4 separate regions of the Zea mays genome follow, and all the other regions are linked to region 3. The links are chromatin contacts, called in public Hi-C maps. All regions are on one chromosome and are shown on one strand. The core of a region is the stretch at or near the end of the contact, and the rest is flanking DNA. Distances in the headings are between cores, read along the strand shown.

Region 1 (5,277 bases), core at 21-2,520, 440 kb after region 3:
AAAAATCATATATACATATGTATAATTTATATTCAATATTAAAAACACATAAGCATGATGTTCTACTAGTTAGACGGTTTCACCCAGTGTCTCTTGCCCTTTTTCCATCAAGGCGTGGGTTAGAACCCCACCTATTACACCGATTTTTAATATTTTACGCTGATTTAACCAATGGCCCGACGAGCTAATGGGCCGACCCGGCACGGTCAACAGGCCGACGTGCTGTGCCTAGGCCGGAACTGCGGCCCACGGGTGTCGGGTCTAGCGGGCCCGTGCCGGGGCGTCGTTTGGCCATCTGACGTGCTGTGCCTAGGCCGGAATTACGGCCCACGGGTGTCGGGTCTAGCGGGCCCGTGCCGGGGCGTCGTTTGGCCATCTATATGCGGAGGTGTGGTTTGGGACATGGAGATTGGTTGCGCGGAGGAGATGGATAAAAAATAACGTGGAACGACCGTTTAAACTGATAATTAATATAGTAGAGATAATCCCCTCAGGATGGTCCACACTTAACCCTGTCTCCAAACCAAACAACGTAATTTACGAGATCGTCCATCCCGGTCCCGACCTACAACCAAATGCACCTTAAATTTGTGACTAGAGATGGCAATGGGTACCCGCTACCCGAAACCCAGTGGTTTTTGCTCTATTAGGGTATGGGTTTGGGCAAATTTCTCTACCCATGGGTTTATTAATGTGTTCAAATAGAAACCCAACGGGTACGTGGGCATGGTTTTGTTCTTCCACTACCCATACCCGCAAACCCACGGGTTTTTAAAACCCGCTTTAAAATCAACATATCTTACAAATATGTCTCATTGTATTAATAATTGAATATGTTCTAAGTGAAATAAACTACATGCAACAAAGTTTAAGCTAAAATTAGTTGTCACTTATTTCTTTTATCCTAACTTATTACTATATTGACTATCATTTACATGATGAATTATTTTTTATGTTGATGTTAGTGGGTATAGAAAACTCATTGGGTACCCAAAACCCGCATGGGCATGAGTTTGGGCAAAATTTTGTACCCGTTATGGGTATGGGTTTTTTAACGGGCGTGTTTTTTCTTTATGGGTATGGGTTTGGGCAAGTGATACCGGGGGGTTTTTACCCATTGCCATCAGCGACACAGAAATGGTGTTGACTGCGGAGTCCTGTGTCACATTGACTTCCCCTGCCACTCTCTCTCCCTCCTCCTGGCGCCTGCGAATCGGGCGTGAACGCGGAGCGCGCCATTTATAGACGCGCATCGCGCGCCCGCCATAGGCCCTCCTGCTCTCCAGTGCTTTGGTTGCCAATCGCCTGTTTCCCGTCTCGCATCAGCGTCAGCAGCTGGGAGGCTTGTTAACTCCCTTTTATTACCGCTCGGGTCGGGTGGGGATAAGATCGTGGCGTCATTGCCACCGGCGGGGCAATGCAATCGCTCTGCCTTGCCTCTCGATCCGTTGCCCCGTCCCTGTTAATCTCTCGCTTGCCTACATATTTATAAGGTAAAACAAAGGTGAGTGGTGGTGGTTCCCTTTCCTGTCGCGCCTTTTCTCTTTCAGCTCTACCTCTGGCCGATCCGGACCTCTTCTGTCTCTGTCTCTATCTCTCTCTCTCGCGCGCGCTCGTGCCCGAAACGCTGACATGTCCGCCACCGGCGTTCTCTGGCCGCAGCGCGCGGTGGCCATGTCGTCCGACGCGGTGGCCGAGGCCAGGAAGGGCCGGCTGAAGCAGCGCTACGACAACGAGTTCCGCCTCGTCGCAGGGTCGGCGCCTCCTCCTCCACCTGCTTCTAGCTCGATTTCGTTGGTCTTGGATTGGTCATGCATGTCATGTCGTTAATTAGTTCCGCCGTCGGCGGCGGCGTTTGACTCGTCGTGCGCCATGAACGCCTTGGATATATGAATGGCAGGTGCGTGCCGTACCGGGTGAATAAGAAGGACGACGACGAGGTAGCAGGCAGCCCGTGCAGCAGCAGCCTCGGCGACGACACGGGCACGGCCGAGGTGGAGGTGCTCATGATCTCCACGCCTAACCGGGCCGACATGGTCTTCCCCAAGGTGCGTGAAGAACGGCGGCAGCTAGCCAGCAGCGCCCACCGTCCGCTTACACTAACCTGTTGGATTTGGATCGGATTAATAATAATTCAATTTGGCAGGGCGGGTGGGAGGACGACGAGGACGTGTACCAGGCGGCGTCCCGCGAGACCATGGAGGAGGCCGGCGTCAAGGGCGTCATCCACGTACGTCACCAATGCCTTCCCTTCCATTCCTTCACTCACGGCCTTAGCTCTTGCTGCCTGCCCATCAATCCACACACCCTCTTCTCTCCTCCATCTTACGCCGTCCGTGCACTAGATTTAGAAACGATGATGCTGACCTGATATGATATGCTATGCCCCCCAGCAATTCCGTGAAACGTGTGCGTGGCTAAGATGCTCATTGCTCGTTGAAAATTATTAAATGCGCGGTCTGTCCCGAAAAGTATGCAGATGATCACCACAAGTCCGCAACGCCTAGCGGTTCGGTGTCGTTTCTCTGTGCGAAAATAGTGATCCCTCGTAGTAGTTATAAACATAATTTAACGCCGCAGTTTGGAGCCATTATTGTCCACTTGAAAGCTCCTGAATGCTAGTATTAATTTCAGGGTGATGTGGACGTCCCCAATCAGACAAATTAACTTACTCCTAGTTAACCCCTAGTACTAGCAACCAACAGACTCGAGGACAGCTCCATGCCGTAGGCGAACACCGATGACAGCGACCACGCACGACAGGGAAAGGGACAGAGAAGGCGTCGCATTCATCATTCCTTTGTCCACATTACCGACCTACAGTAGCATTTTGGAATCGATTTCCTTCTGGATCCTGCTCAATAAGCTGCTACTATTTCTTTTTATCTCGGCTCCATGCATTGCTGCCCAAAGCCCCAAACAACTATGCATGTGGTGTGTTTCCTGCTTGTCCTACGCCGACAGTGCCCCAGCTGCACCCATCCATTGACCGCTCCTGTTCATGTGTTCCTGACATGCATGATTCAGCAATTATATCATCCGTACGTGACTAGTTACGTGCCCATGCATTGCCACGGAATAAAAAATTTGTATGAAACGTAGATATGAAACGATAAACATCATTATGGTATATGAAATCCGTGTGGCAAACATTATCAATAACGCACAAATTATTTCTAAAAGTCAATATAGAATTTTTAATGACAGACAAATGTGTCGACAACCGTACACTAATCTAATCCTTTTTAGCGATATCGATAAGTCCTTGTTGTATGTTTGCAGGGATGACATATAGACACGAATTATCCTCATAACTTAACAGATCAATCACAAATTTCATTGGAAGAAACTTTGCATTCTTACACACAAAGACACAAGAGAACAAAATGTCAAATTTGTATTATGTAACTCGAATGTATGTTTGAACATTAAACGAACATACTCCACTCACTCTGCGTCTTCCGCCCGAGGTTGGCCTCGGACGAGTCGTGACTGCGTCTCCCGCCCCAGAATGGCTTCGGGCAAGTCGTGACTGCGTCTCCAGCCCCGGGGTGGTCTCGGGCAAGTCGTGACTGTGTCTCCCGCCCGAGGCTGGCCTCGGGCGAGTCGTGACTGCATTTCCCGCCCGATGTTAGCCTCGGGCGAGTCGTGACTGTGTCTCCGGCCAGGACTAGCCTCGGACGAGTCGTGACTGCATCTCCCGCTCGGGGATGGCTTCGGGCAAGTCGTGACTGCGTCTCCCGCCCGAGGCTGGCCTCGGGCGAGTCGTGACTGCATTTCCCGCCCGAGGCTGGCCTCGAGCGAGTCGTGATTGTGTCTTCTTCCCAGGACTGGCCTCAAGCGAGTCGTGACTGCGTCTCCTGCCTGGGGTTGGCCTCGGGCGAGGCGGAAATGCGCTACTTATCAGGGGTTGCCTCGATCAAGTCGTGACTGCGTCTCCCGCCCAGGGATGGCCTCAGGAGAGTCGTGACTATGTCTCCCGGGGTTGGCCTCGGGCGAGGCAGAAATACACTGCTTGTCCAAGGTTGGCCTCCAGCGAGCTGTGACTGTATCTCCCGCCCAAAATTGGCCTCGGGCGAGTCGTGATTGCGTCTCCCACCCGAGGTTGGCCTCGGGCGAGTCGTGAATGCCTCCCCCACCTGAGTTTGGCCGCGGGCGAGTCGTGATTACATCTCCCGCCTGGGGTTGGCCACGAGCTAGTCGTGATTGTGTCTCTCGCCCGGGGATGACCTTATATGAGTCGGAAGGGTTAGCCTCGAGCGAGTCGTGACTGTGTCTCCCGCCCAAGGTTGGCCTCGAGTGAGTCGTGACTGCTTTTCCCGCCTAGGTATGGCCTCGGGCGAGTCGTGACTGCGTCTCTCGCTCGGGATTGGCCTCGGGCGAGGAAAAAATGTGCTGCTTGTCCAGTGTTGTCTTCGGGCGAGCCATGACTGCGTCACCCGCCCGAGGTTGGCCTCGGGTGTGTCGTGACTGCGTCTCCCGCCCAGGGTGGGCCTCGGGTGAGTCATGATTGTGTCTCCTGTTCGGGGTTGGCCTTGGGCATCGTGACTTTGTCTCCCACCCGAGATTAGCCTCGGGTGAGTCGTGACCGTGTCTCCTAGTCAGGGTTTCCTCGGGTGAGTCATGATCGTGTCTCCCAGTCGGGGTTGCCTCGGGCGAGTCATGACTGCATCTCCCGCTCGGGGTTGGCCTCGGGCGAGTCGTGACTGCATATCCCGCCCAGGGTTGATCTCGGGCGAGTCATGACTGCATCTCCCGCCCAAGGTTGGCCTTAGGCTATCACAACGGTGGGCATGCCCACGAGCGGGGAGACTGTCTCCGGGGGGCGGGGAAGCCGCAGGCGTGCGGGGGTAGGGGCATGGTATCCCTGTTGTCGCGACTTGAATCAATGTCGAAGGCGGTGAGGGCGCCGAGCGCAGAGACGGAGGAAGGGAGTGGGCGCGAGAGGGGAGAGGGGCATCTCGGTGATGTAGATGGAAGGATGTGGAGAAGGGGGCAATGACTAGATTTCTCATGATGATGGAGCCAGGGGCAGGGGCACGTTGGAGGCGGGGGCAGGGAGCAACATTCGCGCCCGAGATCCACGGCAGGGGAAGCGCGATGGCGTGTGGGATGGGAACCTGGTTCGTGTGGGAGGGAGAGGCGGGGGTGCGACGTGTGGCGACATCCACGGGTGCACATGCAACACATCACACCATAATTTCGTAAGATCTGGATACAAACCAGAGCGCTAGAGTGTAAATCACCTGTGATGCAGGAGGTGGGTGGGTCCTTCTG
Region 2 (5,121 bases), core at 1,944-4,443, 330 kb before region 3:
GAAAATCTCAGACCTGGTAAAATGTGTATGGGTCATGTTCATTTGAATCAATGGTTGTGGTACATTTCTCATTTACTTTAGATATTGTTCCTTTACCAGAGGTTTTACTCAACTCGGGAGACATGGAGAGTTCTGAAATACCATTGACCATATCTCTATCTGAAAGAGAGATCTTGTGCTCACTCATCTGCTGAGAAGTATTCACATCAAAAGAGTTCCTAGACTTGAAACTAGATCCAGGAGAGAAGCTATCTTTTGATGGAGGACTACCACCATAATTTCTGTAATCAATCCAATATTTCGTCTTCTCTTCCAGTTGCTCCAAAGCAGCAGAAACAAATGGAAGTTTCTCCAAGTCATCAACAAGGCCTAAGTCAGCCATATGCAACCAATTACTAAGATCCAATTTTGCATCTCGAACAGACAACTCCACATCAGATGTCAAAATAAACTTTGAGAAAACATTATAATGCTCTTCATCTGTTGTAGAACTTTCACTGGAGGAGCTTTTGATGGAAGGAGTGAGCGAATTTCTTGACCTGCTCAGAAGTGTAAATGTGACAACGTCACCAGCACGGACATTCTGGACTTGAGTAATTTGTATTGTATACAAATCCTTTGATGATATCATCATGAAACACAGAGGACACTTCTTCCAACACTCACCTCTATAATCATCTTTGCCCATCATTAGATAACGTAAAATGCATGGAAAGCAATATATGTGTCCGCATGATGTGATCTGTGGGCACAATGGTCTTTCCAAGCAAATAGGGCATTGTACCTCAGAAGGGCTATAGTATCTTACACAGATAATATCTTCCCACTGAAGCATCTTATCAGGATCCATTGAATCAATCTGGTAATTCCCAGTATCCAATACAACAAACTTATAGTTTGCTTGGATGAACAGATCCTTGTTGTAAGGTTTTATCTTCCTTTGTCTTCTCGGAAGATATGTTCTAGGGCCTCTGGGCTGTGGCCGAGAAATAGGATCATACTGGAAATTCAGTAGGTGATTAGCATTCACGGTCTGATTCTTCCTGGCAGCTATCTGAGTCCCATTACCCAGTCCAGTAGAACCTGAAGCCAAATGGTCAGCCTGAAGGGATCCCACCATTTTAGGTCTCTCAGGATATGACCCAACTGAGCCAAAATTATCTACAGGCAAACCGGAATCCCCCTGTTCTGAAGAGTGGCATTCTGAAACATTGCCAACCTCTTGTGTACATGTATCATTCTCTTCCCCAGATATTATAAATCCAACTACCTGGAAGTTATTGCATTTTATCAACGTGTTAAGAGCTGAAACCGGAGTTTTTAACACTAATGTGGAAAGAAAAGATGAAAATGGCAATAAGCTCCACAAGCACTTCACCTTTTCGGGAGCATTAATAGATTCTCCAATAGCTGGAACCACTGGGTCTGCAGAATATGAATTGCATTGTAAAGATTACTCTGAAAACAGGAGGGCTAAAAATGGCGTGGCATCACCAATGAGAATGCAACATGAAGTTATGCACACAACTAGTCTAACGAGCAGATAATGAAAAGCTGACTTAAGATCTTAATAACAACCAGGTAGTTAAAGTGAAATAACGAGTATAACTACACAACAGCATGTACAGAGCAACTTAATTGAAAATTAACAAGCAAATCAAAGGCGAGTATCTCCATGGCCATTGGAATATGCACTTCCAATATTAGTACTACACTGGGAGATGTCCATATGAAAATTAATTGTTTAAAGTTCAAAATGCTAGCACTAGAGCTTCAGTAGCATATTTTTTCACTAGCTCTAAAAGAACCAAGTGTAGGGTAAAAAAAAACTTATCAATTAAAAGTCACTGCTGATCTAACTATAAGACATTCATTTTTATGAAAAAAATGTATCTTGAATCAGATAAGCATTGAATATGAATTTCAGCCAACTATCGCTGATACACAAAATATGGTCAGATTTAAACATCTAGATGTAGATGTGCCCTAGATAATCTTATTCTTGATGCAATGTATTGAATCATTGTCATACATAGAGTTAGGCACGCAGATTAAGACCATATTGTACACTAAAAACAGTGTGTGGCCATCACATATACATGAAGAAACAATGGTTACGATGAAATCTAAATTATATCGCTACTGTATTTTTGGCTGGATAGAACTGAGCCAAACGAAAAATACTATCACCTGGGTGACTGAATCTATCATATACTTTCACCCTCCAACACAATAAACAGAAACTCAGCAAATGTTTTGCATCCAAATTTAATCAAACCTAATAGTAGAAAACATTCAGAAACTACATTTAACTGACGTGCTTGACCAAGCCTAATCCCACGAGCATTTATGCACACAAAATCTAGCACCACCCAGACTATCAAATCATTCTCAGCTCAGCATAACACCTACTCCATCCATCCTAGAAAGAGTGCCATCCTCACATTCCGATAAGTCAAACACTTTCAAATTTAACCAAATATATATAAGAAAATATTAATAGTTAGGGTGCATAATTAGTATCATTAGATGAATCGTTGAATATATTTTCATGATACACTTAATTAAAATACAAATGGTGTTAATATTTCACGAGCACGAATCCCATAGTGACACACTTTTTGGACGGAGGGAGTAGAATCCATGGCCAATCAGGCAATCACATGATTTAAGCGGCTGAAAATATCAGTCCCTAATGCGCAAAGAGAACGCTGTAAACTTGCTAGGGGGCACAAATCCCTTCGAAGCTTGTGCTTAGCCAAACAACGCACGTAATCCAAACAGCACCACAGCAGCTGGTAGTTTTCAAAGTAACAACCAGATCCAACCCCATCGGGAATCGTTCAATCGATCTACGGGCGAAGGGGGACGAGTGGAAAGGAAAACTCACTGGAGCTCGAGCCGACCCCGCCGTCGCTAGCTTCCGCAGCGGCGCCGGGTGGCGAGACGGATGCCGGAGGGGAGCGGCGGCCGTGGCGGCGTCTGTCGCTGCCATGTTGGGGACTAGGGCTAGGGTTGTGCGGGCGCGGGTAATAGGCTCCTCCGGTGCGTTCGTGTGGAGAGATGGACATGAACCCGCGCGGGAGCTCGTGGGGTGGGTGAGCGGCGCTCGGTCGAACGGCGGCGACGGAGAGGGCGGTGGCGCGGGGAAAGGGACAGGGTGGCGTGGGGTTAATACGGTCGATGCGTGGTAGGATCGCCGGTTGGCGTGGCGATGGGCAGGCAAGGCCGGGCTCACGTAGACCAACCCACGTGTAGGATGATAACGGGCGAAGAAAAAATGCGCGGCCCAGACGTCAGTTACGTGGTGTTGGGAAATATTATGGACTGCGTTCATGCAATATGGAGGAAGATGGGATTTCAGGGCAGAAGTAGAAAGGATATGCGGTTAACGAAGTCCGCGTGGATGATGTGGTATTTTTTTAAAAAAATAATATCTTAAAAATAAAAGTAATGTGTCTTAAGAAAATATAGTTATTTTGACTTTATCCAGCGAAAGTCACTAGTACAACATAAACATAAGTAAATTGTACAAGAGTCCCACTCCCAACTTGTAAGGGGCCGGTATGCATGCCCTGTGTTAGTACCACCTCGCCTAGCCAAGGGGGCCGTGTTGCACTTATAAGGGCGGGCCTCCCTCCTCTCTCAGCCTAGGTTTTGAGAGCGAGGTGCCTGTCTGAATAGGCTGCGCGCGAGCGCATGAACGCCCGACGCTGGTGATGGTGGGCTTTGGCGGACTGGCCCAGTGGGTGCGTTACAAATGGTATCGGAGCCCACATTGCCGCTGCTGCCTGGGAGAGCTTTGGGCCTCTTAGGGGGGTGGGATGTAAGGGGCCGGTATGCATGCCCTGGGTTAGTACCACCTCGCCTAGCCAAGGGGGCCGTGTTGCACTTATAAGGGCGGGCCTCCCTCCTCTCTCAGCCTAGGTTTTGAGAGCGAGGTGCCTGTCTGAATAGGCTGCGCGCGAGCGCATGAACGCCCGACGCTGGTGATGGTGGGCTTTGGCGGACTGGCCCAGTGGGTGCGTTACAAATGTCAGCAGCTCTAGGTGCTATACAAAAGTTAAGGATGGTAGCTCCGGATGTTCTACGGAAGCCAAGCCATGCAAGACGAGGAGAAGCAGGCTTCTGAAGCTGTTGAAAGAGGGAAGCTGAGAAGAGTAGCCGAGAGACTAAGCCCAACAAGAAGTATATTGGTGTCAATAGGCTGTAATAGGGCCCACATATTTGTTAGCTATAAAAGAGGGAAAACTGCTCGTCTGTAACCTGGCTTTTGGCTAACGATGAACTTGGAAAGGAAGATAGAACATAGAACTGATTCCTGAGTGTCTGGTGAGTCTTGTGAGAGGGTGTTGTTAACATTTGGTATCAGAGCTGGTTCTTCCACACCGTCGCAAACCAATTTCAGGCGAGAATTGGAACTATGGCGTGGCCGAGCCTCGAAGATCCGATGGCGCAGCTGATGGCGAAAATCGAGGAAGGAAATTGAGGGATTCATCGGTGTATGGACTCGATGCAGTCTGCTATGGAGAAGATGGAGATCACGCTCAAGGGTTTGCTGACATATCAGAGCGACTTCGAGAAGGGGAGGCCAGGAATCGAAGCGGAGGAGGTGGGGATGATGGAAGCACCAAAGTCCGTTCAGAATCTGGTGGCGAACGCCATATCGGCGCGCGTCATCTCCATTGAGAAGGATGGCTCCGTCTCCGACACGCCAGCAACGTCCATGCCTTCTCCGGCCTCAGATCCGCGGCATGATACCAGCTTCACCACCACACGCACGTGTCTGGGCACAGACCATGCTGTCACCGCCGCGAGCAGGCGCGCCGGTGCGGGCCACGTCGCGAGTGAACGCACGAGAGGGCGCCACCGTCGCCCCCAGCCGTGCGGACGAGCAAGCGCCCCTGCCGCCGTCGCGGGCACACGCGGACCGTCGCCGCCGCCGCGTAGGCGAGCGTGCGCGGGCCGTCGCCGCTACACAGGTAGCACCGAACCGTGCCCCGTCCAGGCGCCCCTGTCGCCATCGCGCAGGCGAGCGCAAGCGGGTCGCCGTCACCGCCGCCACATTGACTCCCTGAAGTGGTGTCTGGTTATTGAAGCGAAGGGGGTGGAGATGGCAGA
Region 3 (5,152 bases), core at 584-3,083:
TGCCAAGACCCAACAGTTCACAGAAGGAAACAATGGAGAAGGCAATGGAACTTTTTAAAGATATTACTACAGTAATATCCAAGATCTTATGTATCTGACAATTGCCTCTTTTACTAATCATATACTAACTTCAGCTATTAGACTATTCATCAACATCAGAATCCTGTATGTTTGGCTTCAGAATTCCTTAGAAACACGGCAACAAGGACAATTTGTGGTACAATGAAGAATAAGACATAAATACTGACCGTTAATAATATCAGTGTAAGCAATAACACTTCGCACTTTTCAAAATTATAAAAACATCACAAAAATGTTGTTTTTTGCACTTGAAATTCCATTTCTGATCACAATAGTAATAAAAAATCATATAATCTTGGCAGAACAGAAACTATAAACATCTGCCATTGCTTTCATCTCTATGCTACACCCATTTTGAACATGATCTCCTGCCAGAATATATTTTATCGTCCCAATATTTCATATAAGCATGGATAGAACAAAGACTGAACAATCCTGATCCAACATCTGAAACACAAAAAATTGGCACAAGAGTGCTCACACCAGTTACCAATCACAACCAAAGATGAAGAAATATTCAGGTCATATTGTACCTTTCTCCAGAGCGGTTTCTTGTCTTTCACCTGTTCCAAAACTAACATCAAATATTCAAATAAAGGAGCAGTGATAACAAAATTGGCACTTATCGAGCCTTGTCAGCTACTCAAAATATGATTATGCTTTAGTCCAGAAATCAGCCAGGCAAAGGCTAAAACCAGCAATGCATGTATTCAGCCTATGATCTAAAGAAACTACATTGGTTTATGCTATCTCAAATAAACATAGGGATGGGCCCTTACATATTTGACGGTGAAATGAAAGCATGACAACAAACTGAACAGAAATACCGATTACAACAGCGCAAGAACATGCACCTAAAAAAGTCTCTGCAAGATCGTTGCCACTCTAAGCAACAAAGAAAGAGAAACTGGCCCCAACGTCTGCCTAAGGATTCCACCCCTGCTCCAGGATGCCATACAATTTCTTAGCCCCGGACTCCAGTATCCTAAAATCCTCCCCACAAGATCCCCATGAACGGCAGGATTCGATCTCCCAAATGCAAAATCACAAGAAAACAGGAATCGCTCAAGAACGTAGTCAAAATATCTAGGAAATAACACCTGCGCATTCCGTTCCCTCGGTATTACCTCAGCCTGATATAGACTCAAAATCTCTCTTAGATGCTGATATTACCTCAGCCTCGGCTTTCTGGTCCGTTTCCCCGTTCCGCCGGCACTCCACCATCAGTTCATCGAACACGTCCTTCAAATCGAAGCGACTCTCTCTGTCACCATCTCTCATCGCCATGCTGCTCCCCCACACCTCGTGGAATATGCTGCGGGGCGGAGAGGGCGGGCTGGGGGGCTTGCCGCCCGAGGAGCTCGGAACTCTGGTTCTCGAGGCGGAGGGAGGGCGTGGAGGAAGAGGGGGCTTGCCGCCTGCGGAGCTCGGACCTCTGGTTCTCGAGATGGAGGGAGGGCGTGGAGGAAGAGGGGGCTTGCCACCTTCGGAGCCCCGTCGGAAAAGAGACATGGTCTCGTCGCCCTTCCGTTCGGCCGCCGCGGCTGTGGCGGCGGAGGGGTCCCGGTCTCCGGCTTCCGGTGGCCCATGGACCTCTTCTTCAGTGATCTCGGACTGCGGAGCAAGGGAAGGCGGCTCTGCAGAGACGGCGGCGGCGGCGTTGGACTCCTGCTGCTCGCGCAGCAAATGGGCCGAGTCTTCGGTTTCGGTGTCTTCTTGGTTCTTTCCTGAACAAGAGGCCATCGTGGCGGGAAGAAAATCCTGACGGGAAAGGGGTGCGGAGGGTCTGTTTCAACAAATCTGGAAGAACGAGGGGGCGGAAGTGAAATACGTGGAGGGCGTCGTTTTTAACTGTGGAGATGATGGGGGGCTATTTATAAAAGCCGTAACGGTCACTCGGTCAGTATCATGAAGATACGAGAATGGGGCAGCACAAGGGATTAGTCATTGGATGATTGTTGCTGTTAATCACAGGACAAAGTAGATTAAAGTTTTAGTGCATATATACTCTTGTGAACTTGCATATGTCAAAGCGAATACGTATCTTGGATACGCTGCAAACCTAGTGTCCTAGTGTATCCATGCATCATAGCTTGCATAGACTGGATATTTATGTAGATGCAGTGCTAAAGAGTATTTGGTTTATAGGAACTAATGTTTAGTCCCTATATTTTATTTTATTTTAGTATCTTCACAAATACGTTCCATATTTAACAATTTATGGACTAAAATATAATAAAATGAAGAGACTAAAGATTAGTCCATAGAAACCAAACACCGTCTTTGTTCCATGCTAGACTTTCAATTATTTGTTGAGGGAGTGAAGGACCCACTTGAAATGGCTATTCTTGATGGTCGTCAACTTGCACTGAAAGTAGTTCCATATCATTTTCCCGATCCCATCAAAACATCGATTCAAATTTGAACTATTTGAATAGTGCTTGTCGGTACTCTGAATATGAGGTGCACACTCCTGCTATGTTTAAGTGAAATCCCGATGGCCACCATTGAGGATTTCACGGGCAACTCGCCCAACGTGGGGTTGAGGCCCATAGTCGGTACCCTAAATATGGGATACCCACCCCTGCTATGTCAAAGTGAAACCCTGGTGGCCACCATTGAGGATTTCACGAGCAACTAGCCCAACACGGGGTTAAGGCCCACCATATGGAGTCGTGGCCAAGCCAGACCCGTCTCCTGGGCTGGATCACAATCTCCATTAAGCCCCATAAAGGGAGGAATCAATAACTTCAGCTATAGATCACGGATCCTGCAAATAGAACCCGGACCTCTTTGTGGACCCATCAGATCCATGGAGAAAGGAGTCCGAAGGGAGCACAAAGCCCCGGAGAAGAAGACACTCTCTGGCTTCAGCACCGAGCCTTCGGAGTGGCTTCGAGGCTAGAAAATACCATCCAAACCTCATGCCAGGTGAGGTCCGATGTCGCCACGTATACGGACAAGTGCGTCCAGCGCCTGGACCCCATCGGGAGAGGTCTGAGCCCACGATCAGAGAAGGCCTAGGAGTGCCATGTCATTGCTTATTTCCGGGCCTGCCTCTTGTCCAGGCAGAGGTATGGTGCCGATGCATGGCCAAACGCACCCGAACGATGCCTGACGAAAGCCTTTGACATAGGTCCCGCCAGTATTAAGTGCGGATGGGATGCATACTTGCCCGCGCTGGTGACGGGTAGCGTATCCCTAGCATTAAATGCACTTGGCGCGCCAAACCCGTTACGTGCGGATTTTACAGTTACCCGCATGTTACCGAGGTAAGGGCATTGACCTAATGTGTCTGTTGGGGGTATGCTTCGTAGCCGAAGATTCTAAAGAAAGAAACACCTTCGGCAGATCCTCTCAAAAGCAGTGACGAAGCTATCACCTATAAAGCTTCGGCACAGTGACATGTCTCAAGACGAAGGGGTGAACCGACTTAAAGATGAAATGACCTAAAGACCCATGATATTCTGTCATTATTGTAGTTGATTGTAAAGGGCATAAATGTAATTATACACAGGCTGCGCCCTGTGCCTATAAATAGGTGAACAGTACCCCTGTACTGTTCACGCAATCTTATAATCGCTGACACATTACGCTGGAATTATTGCTTTCTGCCAAGGCGAAGGTATAAATGTACCTAAATATTATGTTTTAATATTTAGGTTTGTATAATAAAATATGTGAATAATCTTATGTGTTTTTGATATATCATTCCCTTATGTTTCATATTTTTTATACTTAATCCTACATTGTTTTATAACTCTAATCACGAAGGTATGACCTTCGTGATATCTTACTCATGGCCTTCGTCCGAAGTTCATTAAATCCTTGGGGATATAATGCTTCAGTGGACGAAGGGCATTAATATTTAACATTTTATATTGCCTTGTTCTTAATTCATAGCATTTGAGAACAAGTCGCCAACATTGGCGCCCACCTCTGGTGAACTCACTTCCACTTTTTGAGTTGATGGCTTCGTTCAACAACCAAGCTAGAGCTGCTTCGGCTACGAAGCTAGTACTCCCGATAACAGGCAGTTCATGCTCAGAGCCAGCCAACAAGAAGCAGAAGAAGGAGGCACAGAGAAGGGTACAGCATGTCGGGGTGCAGGGACCCTTCATCAAGTCGAGATGGTCCCACATCCCAATTACATTCTCCCAAGAGGACCTTCAGCTCAAGGATTACCCTCACAATGATGCTATGGTTATTTCTTGATCAAAGGATTTCTGGTCCACAATGTTCTAGTTGATACAGGCAGTGCAACAGATATTATATTTGCTAAGGCCTTCAGACAGATGCAAGAGCCAGAGGATAAGATTCATGATGCTACACACCCTCTTTGTGGCTTCGAAGGAAGGCAGATTGTAGCGCTCGGCAAGATCACGATGCCAGTGACCTTCGGATTTGTCAACAATACAAGGACTGAGCAAGTTGTGTTTGATATTGTCGACATGGAGTACCCCTACAATGCAATCATTGGTTGTGGGACACTCAATGCTTTTGAAGCAATTCTTCATCCAGCATATCTATGCATGAAGATACCTTCGGATCAAGGGCCTATTGCTATTCATGGAAGTCAGGAAGCTGCCAGAAAGGCTGAAGGAAACTGGACAGATTCAAAAGCAATTCATAATATAGATGGAGCCGAAGCTTGTGAGCAATACAAGTACAGAAGGGAGAAGGCTGCTTCGACCGATCAGCCGAAGCCCATGCTCTTATGTGAAGATATAGCAGAGTAGAAGGTATTGCTGGGATTTCAATTGTCTGAGGAACAGGAGAAAACTCTAACAAGGTTTTTGTTCAACAACAAAGATGTCTTCGCATGGTCAGCCAACGATCTCTGTGGTGTCAACAGGGATGTCATTGAACATTCGCTCAATGTCGATCCATCCTTCAGACCAAAAAAGCAAAGGCTTCGGAAAATGTCTGATGACAAAGCTGAAGGTGCTTGGAATGAAGTGAAAAGACTTCTTAGTGCTGGAGTCATCAAAGAAGTAAAATACCCAGAATGGTTAGCCAATACTGTTATGGTGCAGAAGGCCAATGGTAAATGGGGAATGTGCATTGATTT
Region 4 (5,553 bases), core at 2,500-4,999, 370 kb after region 3:
GGTGAAGAAGAAGACATCCCGGCGCCTGGAGGGTGGCCGTCATCCTTGGGGTAAGGGACAACGTGCGGCTGGTGGAGTAGGGCACTGCCGGCTGCACGGCGGCCGCCAGAGATGGGTGGGGAAGGATGGCGCCGGGAAGGGGAGGGGACTTGCCGCCGGGGAGGGCAGGGGAAGGGGCGGGAGGGGAAGGGGCGGGAGGAGGGAGGAGGAGGGAACGTTCCATCTTCTAGTGTTCTCTATGATGCAACTATAATAGTTGTGAAATTTGGGAAGGCTTCAATTCTTTGTTTACTTATTTATGAGAACCTTATAGTTGAGAAAGTTTAGGGCCATTTAGTTTTAAGTTTCATAATTTCATTTTGTTATTCAGTTTGAAAGCAAACTTCCATAAAGTATGTTGATATTTTTTATGTTTTATGAACAGAAGAAGACAAAGTTGAGCAAGCTTGTCATGTATGCAGTTGGTTAGATGCAGGCTATTTCAAAAGAATTAAAAAAACTGCAAAAGCTTGCTACACAGAGTCACAGATGAAGAAGTGGTTCAAGGTTCCATGGTCGTATAGATTGGCTATAAAGTAGACCAGTTAGCTAATTTGCTTGATGTGACTTCTTTGGATTATTACCAAGCATGCTTTGATCATGGTTTTCAAGTCGGTAAGTCGAGTCGACAAGGTACCGACTTGGTGACTAGTCGATAAGTCAGTCGACTAGTCGTCGACTTGCCAATATAGTGGCTGTTTTGCCTATATAATGGCTTCATATAGACAATATATCAATTATATACGAAGAAAGAGGATGTTTTACCTCTTTTGAAGTCTGAAATTGAACGAAACTAAAATAAACAGCAAGTCTTACTTCATTTGAAGCCTCAAACTGAACCAAATCAGCCACATAAGTGATAAGTCATAAACTCATAAGTCATAACAGCCATATAGTTCAAATTGGAAAACAAATAGCAAAAAAATATAGTTCAAACTTGAAAGGAAATACTTCAACTTCATCGTCTTTATCACCCTCTTTATCATCATCCAATTCAATAGGCTTCTGTCTAGCATTATTCTTCAAATAATCACATCTCTTTGCTGATTGCCGATGTTGTTTTCGGGCACTTAGCAACATCACCATGACCACCAACAAGGTGCTGCTTCAACCTTCTAACACCTGCATGAACAATTTTTCCACAAAGGATGCACTTCACCACATCTTTTTTGTTCAAATCCAGCCAATAACAATAGTTCCATGCCGGATCCTTCGATTTTGCCTTTTTCTTAGGATCTTTAGCTGGATCATATGGCTGCTGGCTTCCTGACTCCCCTTGTGGTCGATCTGCAGATGCATCTTCCATATCCCTAGAGCTTGTTGTGACTTGTGAGGGCGGCACAGGTTGCTGAGACTTGTCAGGGCAGAGGTGGGCTGGCTTCCTCGATGGCTGGAGGTGGGCGGCGGCCAGAGGTGGACGCCTGGGCGGCAGCCAGAGGAGGGCGGCACAGACCTCAACGGCTGGAGGCCTCGAGCCCTCGACGGTTGGAGGTGGGCGTCTGGACGGCGGCCAGAGGAGGGGACGCAGCCAGAGGAGGGCGGTGGGCAGAGGTGGGCTGGAGGTGGGCGGCGGGCAGAGGGGCAGGCGGCCAACGGCGGGCAGAGGGGCGGGCAGAGGGGCTGGCGGCCAGAGGAGGGCCTGGAGGCGGACATGACTAGAGGCGGTTGTTGGGTTTAGGGTTTATGGTGTGTAATGGACTAATGGGCCTTTTCTGATGTTTGGGCCAAATTAAGGGCAAGTCGGTCGACTAGTTCGACCAAGTCGACGACTAGTCGACTAATCTATTCCAGCCGCTGGCAAGTCGACCGACTTGGCAGAAAAATCGAGCCGAGCTCCTAAGTCGGCCTCCCGTAACCGACTGGACGACTAGTCGACGACTAGTTGACGACTAGTCAATGACTAGTCGACGACTTGAAATCAGGGGCTTTGATAATACTTGTGCTGCAGACTGCTTAGATGACGACAACGATTTGTGGGAGGAGGTATTCCGTGTTCCATGACCTATGCCTAATGAATGAGCCGCCTCCTAAGAGTTTGGCAGACCAGTATGAGCTTTATGGCTAGAATCTTGAGGAGATCCTAGATCGATCTATTTAGTAGTAGGGATCAGTGTGGATTGATGCCCTTTTGTACCATTAGTTGGACATGTAATGTGAACCTTTGTGTGTCGTTGTGTTCCATCTGTTAGCGGTTAAGTTGAAGTAATGTAATGTGGACCTTTGTCTTAGTTGATGTTTTCAAGTAATGAAATGTGAACCAATGTGTGTTCTCATTATGAGATGAGATGTTCTTATGAAGTGTCATATAATATGAGATGATACAAGTGCATACGACATGCTATGTGCACAAATATCTTAACATTATTCCAAGAAATGCACAATCTGTAAATAACATTCACACACTTGTAAACATTGACATAATACTTATGAGTGATCAAAGCATCCATAATTCATTGTTTTTGTCACTAACCAAATAGGATATTATTACAAGTTGAAGTACCAAGATCAAGTACAAGAGTTGCAATGTCTTACAAGATCTTCTCAAACAGTCTTCTTCCTTGGGGTCTCCACAAACACCCCATGCATACCACCAAGCATCCGCAGTAGGGGAGAAGAGGCACAACAGAGGGAGAAGAACCGCAGTCACCTTCGAATCTCTAGAATGCACAGGGGCACAGGGCTACCATAGATCTCGGGAGAGGAGGAGGAAGAACAACCGGGGAGCCATAGAAGCGAAGCCGGAGATCAGGAAGAAAAAGGATGGCGGCGAGGAGCAAATAGAGTGAGAGGGAGAAGGGAGATAAAGACTGCAAGAACAGGCAAAAGCCGTCGGCTCAACGGAAACCATGAAGAGAGCTAATAGAGGCAGGGGTAAGGAAGGAAGAGTAAATAAATACACTAATGACGTTCAAGTGAACCAAATGCTAAATCTTTAAAGAGCTCAGGATTATAATGCCAATATGGCAATTGTCATCTTGGGGATGCGGATGTCAGACTTCTGAAGTAGGAATGGCGGTGGGTAAGGTATCCAGTGGGCACACGAAGCCATACCCATACCTATTAGGAAAAAATTGACCCATACTCATACTCACTACCTATCATGGGTACAAAATTACGCCATACCCATACCCATCATAGGTAGCGGGTACCCATCGGGTACCCATACCCATTAACATTACGATAGACATGATCATTTGAATCGCAAAAATAAGTACCAGCATAACAAATGTATCGAGTCCAACATAATTTTATCACAGGTTCAACAATATTCAACATTAAATGGCAATATCATGCCTTCAAATCACACAAAACATAGCATCGATTCTACCCATGCCCTAATAGGGGTTTTACCCATCGGGAGCAAATTCATTTTATATGAGACATATAAATCCGGACCCACGTGTCATATATTAGCGGGTTCCCCATCGGGTAGCGGATATGGGGCAACAGAGAACATACCCACGCCCACCGTACCCGATGGGCATAACAAATGACCCAATAAAATACCCATGAGTATCAAAATCCGTCATACCCTTGCTCTAATAGGGTTTTTACCCATCGGGTTTTGGGTTCTGGGTACCCATTGCCATCCCTAATCTGAAGCCCGAAGTAGCCGATGCTAAAATTACAAAAATCTCCTCTCTCTCGCTTCATTTCTTTTTTCTTTCCATCGAATTCCTCGTCACCAACACGCACGCGGCCTCTGCCTCCGCGTCTCCATCCTGAGGCTCCGAATCGATCTCCCTTCCCCACCAAACCGGAGCACTTCGGAGGCCGGACCCGGCGAGAAGCGACCGACCGCAGCCAGCTCACGTCTCCCTCTTCATCCACCATGCTGAGGGTCGCGGGCAGGCGCCTCTCGTCCGCTCTCGCCTGGCGCCCCGCCGCCGCCGCCTCAGGCTCCCGGGGCCCTCTCGCCGGTACACTACCCGGCCGCGACGACGACGACACACGCGACTGCAGGGCGCGTTTCGCCATCGAATCTCCCTTCTTCGCCGCTGCCAGAGGTATATGCCGCGGTCGCTCTTCTCATCCTCGTTCCGATCTGCTCTCCCGTTGATTGACGGCTATATTCGGGCAGGATACTATCCTGTCCCTGCTCCTAGGGTTCCTTAGGAGCACGAGGTACTTGCGACTGTAGCTGATCTCGTTGTGGAGCGGGTTTGCTCATGTGCTCTTAGGGTGCTATCCCCCGCCTGCATACTTGTTGTGATCTTAGATCCCGCCTTTGAACTCCCTGGTTACGATCGTTGAGCCTATGGTCCTTGCGGTTCAATCATTTAGCGTGAAGCAGTTTTATTTTCTGTTTTTGGCCATGTCTGTTGGGACTGGATGGCATATTGACACCCAATTCAAGCCTTTCAAGATTTGACACTCCTATCACAATGACATGTGAGGCCACTGTGAGTCATTGACATGCGGGCTAAGGTGTCAAATTTTAAAAGGCTTGCGAATTGGGTGTCAAATTTCAAAATTTCTCCAGAGAGGAACATATCTTTTGGTTAGCTTAGTCTGAATTATTAAACATGACTTGGTTTCAGCAAGATAATTGTTGTTCTCTAGTTAGTCCTAACTCTAGTGACGTTAGTGCTATTATCATCATGCAAACAGCATATTCATGTGATAATGGAGTCCAACTAATAACAAAACTATAACCAACAATGATTTTCTCATAGTATATTGGTTGACTTGGTGATAAGTCCAACCTTAATCTGGCTTTTAAAGATAATCTCAAATGCAACTGTTTCCGCTGGTTATGTCTTTTTGCGAACTGATGCTGTATTGCTTGACATCTCAAAAATCACTGAAGAAAAGCTGTTCTTTTAAACTGTTTCTTGAGCTATTTAGTTTGTTCTACTGGAATGGCCAGTAACATTTTCATAATAATTTCGTCTGGAGAAGTTGCTAAGGCAATTGATTACAAATGTTACCTAATCATGTTAGATTGTGTCATTATAAAATAAATGTAAAAATTTGAAGCCAGAAGTACCATTATGCTCAAATATGGGCAAACATGTGCTTTCATGGTTATCAATTCCTGTAAATTAACTGTTTTTTTCATACTTACACTTGTTGGATTATCTACTTGAATTGTTACTGCTATCATGGCCAATTTGTTGGTAAACTAGTGTGCATTTAAATTTTGGTAACTATTGTTTCAAAGTATTCAATTGCTACACTACTGCATGTACTGATTTTATTTGATTCTCTCCACTGGTCGGCATAAATCTTTAACTATTCAAAACCTGTGAAGTTTAGAAACCGTTCTTTCTTTCTCTCATACCTGGATCTTTTGGTCTACATAATGGTATTGATAGTTCCAACGTGAACCCATTTCTTTTGGTTGTGTGATCTAGACAATGATTCTGCGTAACCTAACTTGGCATGTATAGTTCACTTGTTGAGCACTCTCATCATTCTATTTTCTCAATGCACAGATCAATCATGTTATAGGTTTCACAAATCACAAATATTGATCTATGCTATGATATGGTGATCGTTGAAAAAGTTAAT

What was found. A called contact is a pair of places that touch in the nucleus more often than the background predicts.
Region 1: a Hi-C map of ear shows a contact between it and region 3, with 2.4 times the contacts expected there. The contact joins the promoter of LOC103627211 here to the promoter of LOC103627205 in region 3. A contact is called at or near these places in 2 of 25 Hi-C or Micro-C datasets (bundle sheath and ear).
Region 2: a Hi-C map of leaf shows a contact between it and region 3, with 6 times the contacts expected there. The contact joins the promoter of LOC100286129 here to the promoter of LOC103627205 in region 3. A contact is called at or near these places in 9 of 25 Hi-C or Micro-C datasets (bundle sheath, ear, leaf and 2 more).
Region 4: a Hi-C map of endosperm shows a contact between it and region 3, with 2.6 times the contacts expected there. The contact joins the promoter of LOC100192468 here to the promoter of LOC103627205 in region 3. A contact is called at or near these places in 2 of 25 Hi-C or Micro-C datasets (ear and endosperm).

The regions. Positions count from the first base shown.
Region 1 is chr5:169,759,541-169,764,817 of Zm-B73-REFERENCE-NAM-5.0, forward strand. LOC103627211 (nudix hydrolase 12, mitochondrial) reads left to right here and starts at 1,271. Exons shown (of 6, transcript XM_008647508.3): 1 at 1,271-1,493; 2 at 1,663-1,754; 3 at 1,901-2,048; 4 at 2,147-2,230. The coding sequence starts at 1,675.
Region 2 is chr5:168,983,163-168,988,283 of Zm-B73-REFERENCE-NAM-5.0, forward strand. It overlaps LOC100286129, which reads right to left and starts at 3,194. Exons shown (of 9, transcript NM_001159017.2): 1 at 2,891-3,194; 2 at 1,379-1,425; 3 at 14-1,270. The coding sequence starts at 3,071. LOC103628659 (putative 3,4-dihydroxy-2-butanone kinase) reads left to right here and starts at 4,514. Exons shown (of 2, transcript XM_035958899.1): 1 at 4,514-5,121. The coding sequence starts at 4,514.
Region 3 is chr5:169,314,968-169,320,119 of Zm-B73-REFERENCE-NAM-5.0, forward strand. LOC103627205 reads right to left here and starts at 1,834. Exons shown (of 9, transcript XM_008647503.3): 1 at 1,255-1,834; 2 at 615-644. The coding sequence starts at 1,824.
Region 4 is chr5:169,680,679-169,686,231 of Zm-B73-REFERENCE-NAM-5.0, forward strand. It overlaps LOC100192468 (Ubiquinol-cytochrome c reductase iron-sulfur subunit), which reads left to right and starts at 3,750. Exons shown (of 2, transcript NM_001137688.1): 1 at 3,750-4,046. The coding sequence starts at 3,872.